Linked DNA regions of Gossypium hirsutum: region 1 is linked to region 2. The links are chromatin contacts, called in public Hi-C maps. All regions are on one chromosome and are shown on one strand. Each heading gives the region's core, a stretch centred on a gene start, on an enhancer-like site or on the middle of the called end of the contact. The rest is flanking DNA. Distances are from core to core; before and after follow the strand shown. Region 1 holds the start of LOC107953264 (transcription factor TGA9). Region 2 has its middle 15 kb from the start of LOC107953265.

Region 1 (4,845 bases), core at 1,862-4,361, 55 kb after region 2:
AATAAGTTATTACCCCTTAATAAAGTAATCAACTTTATGTCAAAGTCCGGACTAAAAATGCATGCTCGACATTTCGCCACTGTGCTTCCAAAACTACCCATCAGTTTAAAACTTTCTTCAAGTCTCTCAATTCAGCAAATATTCACACACTAAGAGCCCTTTTTAGTAAATTAATAGTGCAACATTAATTTTTTTTATTAGGAACTTACCAGAGCTAATATTTCCAACAACACCACCGCTACTCCCCAATAAAAGCCCCTATTTCACAAAATCAAAAACTCTAAGCACTTTAATTAAGAAACACTAAACACTTACCGTAAATATATATAAATCAAAATCAATATAATATAGAAAAAAGAAAAACCTGAGATCGTGCTCTCTGAAGTTCTTGTTCAAGTTGAGTTAGTTTCATTCTACTCGACTCTAGTTGTTGAACATATGCCTGTTTAAGCATATATATATATGCATCAGTTTACATGTTATGGACACCTAAGTAAGAAACTACATGCAAATGTATGTTTTTTTTTCAGTGTATATATGTCCTTTTTATGTTACCTTCTTTCTAAGACGGCTTTTCTTTGCAGCTTCTCTGTTTTGAGCTAAACGCCTCAATGTCTGGAGAAAAAAAAAAAGCAACAATTTAAAACAGATTCAACTAAAAAGAAGTTTCTTTTTTGATTCAGAAGGAATCTAGCAACAAAGAGTTGGGTTTTTTTAGTATTAAAATTTTAACCTTGGCATCAAGCTGTTTCTCAGAAGTTGAAGCCCTTTTCTGCAACATTATAAACGAAGTGCATGTATTAACATATGTTTAATGAGATGAAATAACACCCATTTCATATTTGATTAAAGAAGAAAAAAAAACACTAAATAGTGGTTGCTGATTTAGAAGATTCTTATCAAGCACAGACAAGAAGTTGCTCAGGAAAATGAGAGCATTTGGCTGTTTGGTAAGCTGGAAAATTAGAGAGTCAGCGTTATAAATACATAAATTATCAAGTTTAGACAGCCAAACCAGAAATACAAAAAATATCATCAAAACAATAAATTTAAAAATCAAAGAAAAACTACCGTAGATTTTTTGACAGAAAAAAATATAATGATTAAAGAGATCTCACAAAATTTCTAAGAGAAACAGATTGGTGATGTGATGTGACTCTTGTTCTTCTAACAAGTAACCATGAACATGATAAGAGTAGCAAAAATAATCAGAATCTGCCATTTCTTTATGTTTAGGGTTAAAGAATTTTTTTGGGGGGGGGGGGTTTGATTTTAAAGAGGATAAAAACAAGTTCATCTGTGAGTTATAGGTATTGACTTAAGTGTGGGGGGATGCGGTTTTATAGTGACCAATCAAGAAAGAGACTAATATATACATATATATATCGTGCAGATTCTCTCTTAGCTTCTCAAAGTGTACAGCTTTTTCTCTCTTTTCATGTCAGATACCAGAAAATCGTTCAGAAATCAGAAAAACTCTGTACCCTTTGATTTTCTGTGGGTTTTTCGGATCTGTGCCCTTGTATATGCATGAAGAAATGATCATAGAGAGAAAAAAAAAAACGGGTAGGGGTGGAGAGAGTAAGGATCAGAATAGTAATAATGACAAAAAATGATACCAACTTTTCAATATCCTGAGTTGTTGGGATTGAAAAGAAGAGAGAAAAAAAAAGTAAAAACTGTGGGAGATTAATTAATAATTTAAGCATGTTTAACTGTAGTTCTTTTAAGGACCTTTTCTTGGAGAAGTTTGACAATGGGAGCTGATTGATTCAGTGATGTTCCTGTTCTTGAAGGATCACTTGCCATCTCTTGTTGTTGTTGTTGTTGCTGTAGATTCTGCTGGTCAAGAGCCTGATGATATGAAGATGATGCCTTTTTACTGATGGGGGAGTCTGGTTCAAACTGGTTCTCAGTTTTGCTTGAGATAGTGTTCAAAGCTGAGCCTGAATCTGTACTTTCCCCTCCTGATTTTGAACTTCCCTGGATTGAGAAAAAAAAGATCCACAATTACCTCAAAAACAAACCATTTAAACAGCAATATATAAAGAAGTAGTCTAAACCCATAGAACTGGTCCACTGTCAAACACTTTTATTTTATAAACATGGTCAAACATACAATGGTGAAAAAGAAGGGTTAAGAAACTAGTACGGGGGTTTGCTGATATCTCATAGGCCAAGAAGGGAACATCTCCAAAGTAGCTGCAGTTCTGCCTGTTAATAAATCTGCAGAGAATCCCAAAAGCAAAATCTCATAGGATCTCCCAAAATATATATATCAAAGCCAAAGAGGTTGAAGTTGAAAGCTAGAAGCAATAGCAACCTAATAAACTCAGCCTGCTTTCTCTTTTATACAGTTATGGAGTCAGTAAATCATGGTAGGGAGGTCAGATTTCTATGTTTGTAGCCTCACGCCATTCAAGTGTGCTAGCCTCACTATCATTACTGTACTGCAAATGGTAACCCCCCCTACTTTTTCCCCTATAGACATGTTCAAACCTCTTATCTTTTGAGGTGTAGGAGAGTTGGTGGTTAAACTAAAAAGCTTTTAAGCTTTAGCAAACGTCAGAAAAAATAAATAAATGAAAAAAAATGAAGATAAGGAGCTTTACTTGCTTTAGCTCCTTGCAGAGCAATGGCTTCTTCTAGCTCTCCAAAATCAAAGGCAGATCCTTCTTGATTACTGACATAGATAGAAACAAATTTAAAAAGGGACCAATTTTAGAAAGAAAAGAAGATAGTATTGGAAATTACATACATGAAACTTGTGGGAACATTCATTCCATGAAGAAGTGCATAAGGAATATGATGGTTCGCCATGCAATACTTGGTGATTCTTTACAGTTTAGACGACGAACATGTTGCAGACTACCTTGGGTGTGGCTTATGAGAGACCCAAAGGAAGAAATAATAAAAAAAGAGTAGAAAAAGATAACCAGATGAAAGCTTTGCTGCAGACTACCTTGGGTGTGGCTTATGAGAGACCCAAAGGAAGAAATAATAAAAAAAGAGTAGAAAAAGATAACCAGATGAAAGCTTTGCTTGTCAAAAGTGGGATCTAAATAGAAACAAATTGAAGGGGCCCAGTCTTTTTCTCAGATAAATATATATATATCTTCTCTCTTTGCAACTTTTGATCCTCCATGGGTGTCGTTTTCTTCTACTTTCTGTCTCTACTTCAATATGAAGAAACCAACCTGATTGATTACAACACACCTCTTCTACAGTGTAATTATATACATATTTTTCTATCAGACTTTAAAAACTCTTCTTACGGTACACAAAATCTTGCCCCTCAGGGCCAGACTCCCTTCTATTTATGTCTATTTGTTTGTGGGGCTTTGAGTTTTATTAACAAAAAAAAAAAAAGAATGCGGGGTCTCTCTACTGGAGTGAATCACTGACTCCTACTCCACTCTCTCATTGTAACCGAACAGCATGCTCTTTCTCATTGGCCCTTTTTATGGACCCCTTCAGGGCTGCAAAGTACTATCCAGACAAATAAAATAAGGGTTTCCTTGCATTATATCCTACTTATAGTTTTATCATTGCACTACACATTTTTTTTAATATAAAGGTGCAACTTTTTGTTATATATAAATCCATTAAACAATATCTTTGAAACACTTATACCAAGCTCTAAAACCAATTTGGATAAGATTGATTAGATGACACAAGCTTTTCTTTTTCCTTTGGTAATAAAAAAGAGTATCAAAAAGTTATAAAAGAAAAGAGGGTGATATTGGTTTCTTTTACAGTATTCAAAATCTCCAAATGGGGATTGGGGGGGGTGATCTGAGCTCACTTTTGGCAATTAATAAGAGAGTGGTGTGTGCCCCATTCCAACCAAAGTCATCAACAAGAAAAACCCATTTGCATATATTTAATCTTTAAACATGAGATGGATATGTTTGGTGTTATCTCCATAGTTGATAGGTCAACATCCATTCCCTGTCATCACCTAAAAGCCCATGCCACATTTCAGATTCCTTAAAATTTTGTTTCTTTAGGGGAAGGGGACTTAGGGTACACTGTCCTTAATTCTTCATGATTAAGGGCTCAATTTTCCCAGATTAGGTGAGGTTTCATTGTTGTCAGTGTCCCAAACTTTTGTCCTTCTGCCTTCGGACCATACATATCAAAGCTTGTCCCAACATTAAAAACCAACCCTTCAAGTTGCACACTGTCTAACCCACAAAGAAAAGAAATAGAAATAGAAAGTTAAAATAAAGCTACAAATTTGAACCACTTTTTGTGTGTGTGTAAATTAAAAAACAATGTTATAAAGGGGTTTTGGGATGACAAGCATTATTGAATAAAGGACATGATATTATATTTTATGTTTATGCTCATCTGCTACTTTTATTGCTAAATACGCTTTCTACCGATTATTCCCTTCATCATACCAATGATTGGTCTAAAAAAATTTAAGAGTTTGGATTTGGTGATTGGAAAATGTTGTAAATTAACTAAAACATTTCTTTGAACTTTCCTTTTTTTTTATTTTATTATTTAATTTAACTTAACTAAAACAAGGGAAAGAACAGAAAATTAAAGCAAATTAAGTTCTTTGTTTTGTTTCAATAAAAAACTACACAAATAATTCTCTAACTATGATGATGTTTTTATTTTGACCATCTAATTATAAATTTTTTTATTTTTTTATTAACTTCTAAAAAATTTACTTTTCAGTCACTATCATTAAGTCACTAATAGAAGTTTGATGTGGCTATTTATTGACATAAAAATAAATTAAATCCTTCTATATTTGCAAATTTTGGGCAAATTCTCAATAAAAGCCTTTTTTTTTTTAAATTTATCGAAATGGGCCAGGTCAGAAATTAT
Region 2 (4,907 bases), core at 1,334-3,833:
ATTTTAATCATCGGGCAATGGAGCAAAGTCGTGTATTTCTTTATGAGCTATCAGCCTTCTTTCATTGTGTTTACTTAGACCATATTTAGACAACCATGTTATAATCCACTTTATCAAGAAATTCATTTTCTTATGACAAATTGTTCTATTTAGCAATCAAATATGAATCAACACCTCCTTTCTATGATGATGTAATACAATGCAGTTATAGACAAAACAAAATAAAATACGTCAGTATAGAAGAAATAATCAACAAAATAGAACACCTATCTGGGTGACCACTAGGGTTTGGCGTGGCTCTACCTAGGGTAGGCTCCTAGGTCTCTCTATATGTGGTTCGGTTCTAGAGTAAGGGTACCTGAACCGATAGATTCCTCGATCCTCACCCGTTATAGGCTTATATGGATTGAGTTCAGTTCAGGGGAATACATTTCCCTACAGCTATACGGAGATGAAAATCTCATGAAGACGTAGGTACGGATGTATCCCGGAAGCGATCCGCTATCCTATACGGAGGTGAAGACCTCACGAAGGAATAGTTTCTCACTCCCACTTAAAGGGTAAAATCGACCAATTCATGCGATGCGATATGCAACAATACATCAAAGAATTAAACCACTTGAAGCAAGCATATTATGAAGAGAACCACGAAAATAACAGACAACATGCAATGCAGTAATCGTAAATTTAAAACTGATTTTCAATTTTCGACAAAAGACAAAAATTAATCAATTTACAGCTCGACTCTCAAAGTCCCCAGTGGAGTCGCCAAGCTGTCGAAACCATTTTTTTGAAAACGGGAATCGACTTTGTTTGAAAGCGAAGATTAAAACGGGAGTCGCCACCAATCTTTATTAGGTGTGATCGGATCACTTTTGTTTTAATAAAACATTTTAGTTTACTAAAACAGTGTTTTTGGCCTACGAAACTTGAGAGAAGGGGTTCGGGAGTCGGTTACGTGCGAGGAAGGATTAGCACCCTCGTCACGCCCAAAATTGGTACCGAATTGATTAGTTAGTGTCTCAATGTCGAAAGTTGGAAATTGGGAACGAATTTAAAATATGATCCTTTTTATTAATGTATATTTTAAAGGGGCTTGAATTAGATCAAAACAATTGCTAAAGATTTCCTCGTCTTGAGATATCGAAGTATCACATCCCGTAAGTTAGGACACGATACCATGAACTCCCGAGCGCAAGTTTGTCTTTAATTTTAATTGGAATTCCGTGTTTTTTTTAAAACTCGAAAGGATATTTGGCTATTTAGAATCAACGAGAAAATCGAAACCCCGTAAGTTAGGGCACAATTCCTCGATGTTCCAAAACGCGAAACATTGCCTTGTTTAAAATATTTCTTTTTTGAATAATAGTGAACACGATATTTAAACGACATCCGTTATTTTGTTTGGAACAAAATCAAGCGATCCAAGTTGGATAAATATTAATTCACAATGCGATGACATGAAATAAAAATGCAATAATGGGCATGGAATAATAATACATGAATAAAATATTACACAAGTGAATGACAATAATATGAAAAAAGAAATAACGAATCATAGTACATGCAATGGCAATAATCATACAACATTTAAATGATAACATCGATAAATAAGGACCAATGAATTAAATGATAAAAAGGTATAAAACAAATTAAAATAAATAAAATGTGAACAAATTTTAGAATGATAATAAATGAGTTCAAAATAAGTGATGTAAAAAGGTATTTTAAAATCCATAACCACACAAAGTAGAATTTAAAAAAAATGAATAATTTTAAAATAATTAATATGTATATATAAAAGGTGTAAATAATATGTAAAAAAACCTAAAATAAATAATAAAATTATTTGAAATAAGTAAAATGGGTTTAAAATAAGGTATATAAAATAATTTTAAAATAAGTAATATATAAGTTAATTTAAAATGTTATATAACAAGTTAAAAAAATATATAATATGTAAAAAAATTAAAAAAAGGGACAAATAAATATATTTTATAATTATAATAGTTCAAAGGTAATAAAAAAGGTTGTTTGAAATATATAATGTACAATAACTTAAAAATAAACAATACAAAATAATTTAAAATAAATATATAACAAAACGATTTTTAAAAGAATTATAAATATATAAAAAGGCTTGAAGTAAACTATATGTATACATATATATAATAATAGGTAAGGAATATAAAATAAATAATACATATAAAATAGATCAGGATAAAATATATATGCAAAAAGCAAGTTAAAATAAATAATAATAATTTAAACAAACAGTACATTAAAATAAGTAAGAATAGATGTAAAGTAAATAACATATAAAATATTTGAAATAACATATAAATGAAATGTTTTTTTTTAAAAAAAGAAGTTAATAAATGGATTAAATAGATTTAGGACATGGTTAAAAACAAGTTAAAATTCGGGGTACAAAATTATAAATACTGAAAAGTTAATCAGGGATCTAAATGAAACGCCCCGAAACTAGCGGGGACTAGATGAAAAAAATCCCCTAAATGCTCTGCGTGCGTTTACCCTGACAGCACAATGGACCAAATCGAAAACCAAACGAAATCTAAGGGTTAAAATTAAAAAAAAAACAAAAAGAAAACAGGAAATGGAGCCCGATTGAATGGAGTTGCGAATGAAAAGGACTAATCGCACAAATTTTCCCTTTAGGGAGAATGTGCAAACCCCCATCCCACCAAACGACGTCGTTTCAAAGATGAAATAAAACCAAAATCTTCCTTCTTTTTCAATCTGCCGTTTCTTCTTTTATTTTTCAAGAAAAAACAAAACACCCTCTCCCCCTTTGTTTCTCAACTCTCTGTTAGGGTTATGAACCCTAGCCTTTGCGCCGTTAGCCCGTCGATTGAGAGGAAGAAAGTCTCTCCTCTCCTCCTTTTGGGTCTGATTTCAGCAACGGAGAGAGTCTCCGGTGACACAATCACAGGGATTCCGGGCAAGCCCTCTCCTTCTCTTATTATTTTTGTTTAAAAGAGATTTAAAAATAAAAGATAAAAAAATATATATAAAAAAATAAAAAAGAAAAGAACACGAAAATGGAAATCGAAATCAACCTTTTTTTTTCTTCTATTTTTGCTTTTTGATTGCTTAATGTTCGTAAAAAAAAATTACAAATGAAAATCGTGGCTCTTATAGCCAATTCATAAACTGTTAGTTTTCATTTTTTTTTGTCTTTTTGCATGTTGTTTCTTCTGCTTGGCTTCTTTCGTTTGCGTGTTGTAGGTGGTTGTCAGAGATGTCAGATGCGTGTGACAAAGCGGCGCGCGTGGTGGACAAGGGTAGCGTGCGGCGCTGGTCAAGGGCAGAGGGGTATGCGGCGGCTGCACCTTGGGGACTAAGGTTTTGTCTGTTGAAAAAAAAGTTTAAGATAATGGGCTAGGGTTTGATGTAATGGGTCATTTGGTTTTGGGTTTGGGCCTGCTGTTTGTTTTTGTAAAATGGACTTTATTTGGTTATTTGGATTTTATTTTTTTGTTTATTTGTCTGGGCTAAAAATTGGCCATTACACCAATCATTAGGAAAGAGAGAGCAAATATTCTCAGATATTCTCTGAATTTATTGTGTGCTAATTTGGAAGATCAAATCTTTAAGATCCGGTAAAATTTCAAGGAATTCATGGATTCAGGTAAGTTTCCCCATCTAGTTTTATTTTTGATTTATTCTTGATAAATTGACATGATAGATCCTGATTTATTAAGTTTTATTTCAGATTTATTTTACAAATCTAACACTAAATTCTCATTTAATTATTATATAATTTTTAATAAATATATTTTTATAGCAACATTTTTCACCCACATCTTTGGTGTGCTATAATCTAATATTTTCATGGATCTTTTGCTACTACTTAGAACACATGAGATCCAAAATTTAATGGCTAAATATGAACTCAATCTCAATAGGAAAAAGGTTAATTGATTTAGTGTTGTCGGATATTTAGATGATTTTATTTGGTCGATTTTGAGTGAAGATCTCAAAAAATTAAGAATTTTTGTATCTCTTTTTCAATATTAGATTGAACGTGCTATAATCTAATATTGAAATATCCAAATTGTAATGATTAAAAATACACTCAATCTCAATAGAAAATTTTTTTTAAATGATTAGTGTTGTTAGATATAGATGATTTTGCTTGGTGGGATTAGAGTGGAGTTCTCAAATACTTGGGGATTTTTGTGTCTTCTTTTCGGCATTGGATATAGTGTGTTTTAGATGTATTGATTCGATGCTCTAAAAGTGTGGCTTTTAGCAAGGATAAGCCTGAATGATACTCTACTACTCGAAAGAAGAGTTGTTGAATTCATATCGATTTTTTTTGGCTTCCAATTATATAAAAACTATATAAAAATTGAATAATTTTTGTTTGTTAACTTTTTTTACATAGAATTCACAATTCTATATGACAGTTTAAGTCATGTTAATAATTATTTAAATTTTAAAAATTTTAAAAATTATTAACAATTCAGAAAATATAAAAATATTTTAATTATATAAAAATAATAAAAATTAAAAATGATAATAAATATTTAATTTTTTTTCTTCTTTTCCATTTCCATTGATATACAAAATAAATTTAAAATTTAAATTAAAATTTCAAATTTTCTTCATTTTACTTTGCAATTATTCCTTCTTTAACTGGAGCTTTTCCCTTTTTCTTTAACTCCAACAACCAGATCCCCTCTCGCATTCACGATATCTGCCCAATCACCTCGTCTTGAAGTCCTACATATGCTTATGGGCTTGGGTTTATCAAGAGTCACTCAGATTGCTCGAATTGGAGGTTATGATTTCAAATTTTTCCTTCTTCGATCTACGACTTCAACAATTGGATTGGCTTGAAACTCAGATACAATCTTCTCCGTTGCGAAAACCAAAATTTG

The links. A called contact is a pair of places that touch in the nucleus more often than the background predicts.
Region 1: a contact with region 2 is called in a Hi-C map of leaf, with 2.1 times the contacts expected there. The contact joins the promoter of LOC107953264 here to the enhancer-like site in region 2. A contact is called at or near these places in 7 of 34 Hi-C or Micro-C datasets (callus, fibers, hypocotyl and 1 more).

Annotation. Positions count from the first base shown.
Region 1 is chrA07:20,707,869-20,712,713 of Gossypium_hirsutum_v2.1, forward strand. LOC107953264 (transcription factor TGA9) reads right to left here and starts at 3,112. Exons shown (of 13, transcript XM_041117733.1): 1 at 2,963-3,112; 2 at 2,759-2,872; 3 at 2,613-2,683; 4 at 2,153-2,226; 5 at 1,735-1,983; 6 at 734-772; 7 at 556-615; 8 at 365-442; 9 at 210-258. The coding sequence starts at 2,820.
Region 2 is chrA07:20,653,793-20,658,699 of Gossypium_hirsutum_v2.1, forward strand. No RefSeq gene overlaps it. Among protein-coding and RNA genes, the nearest start is that of LOC107953265, 15 kb to the left of the region's middle. Within about 2 kb of position 2,584, at least 9 of the 9 cell types and tissues checked have an H3K27ac peak or open chromatin away from gene starts, as enhancers often do. A contact at or near this core is called in fibers, hypocotyl and leaf, where this site is marked.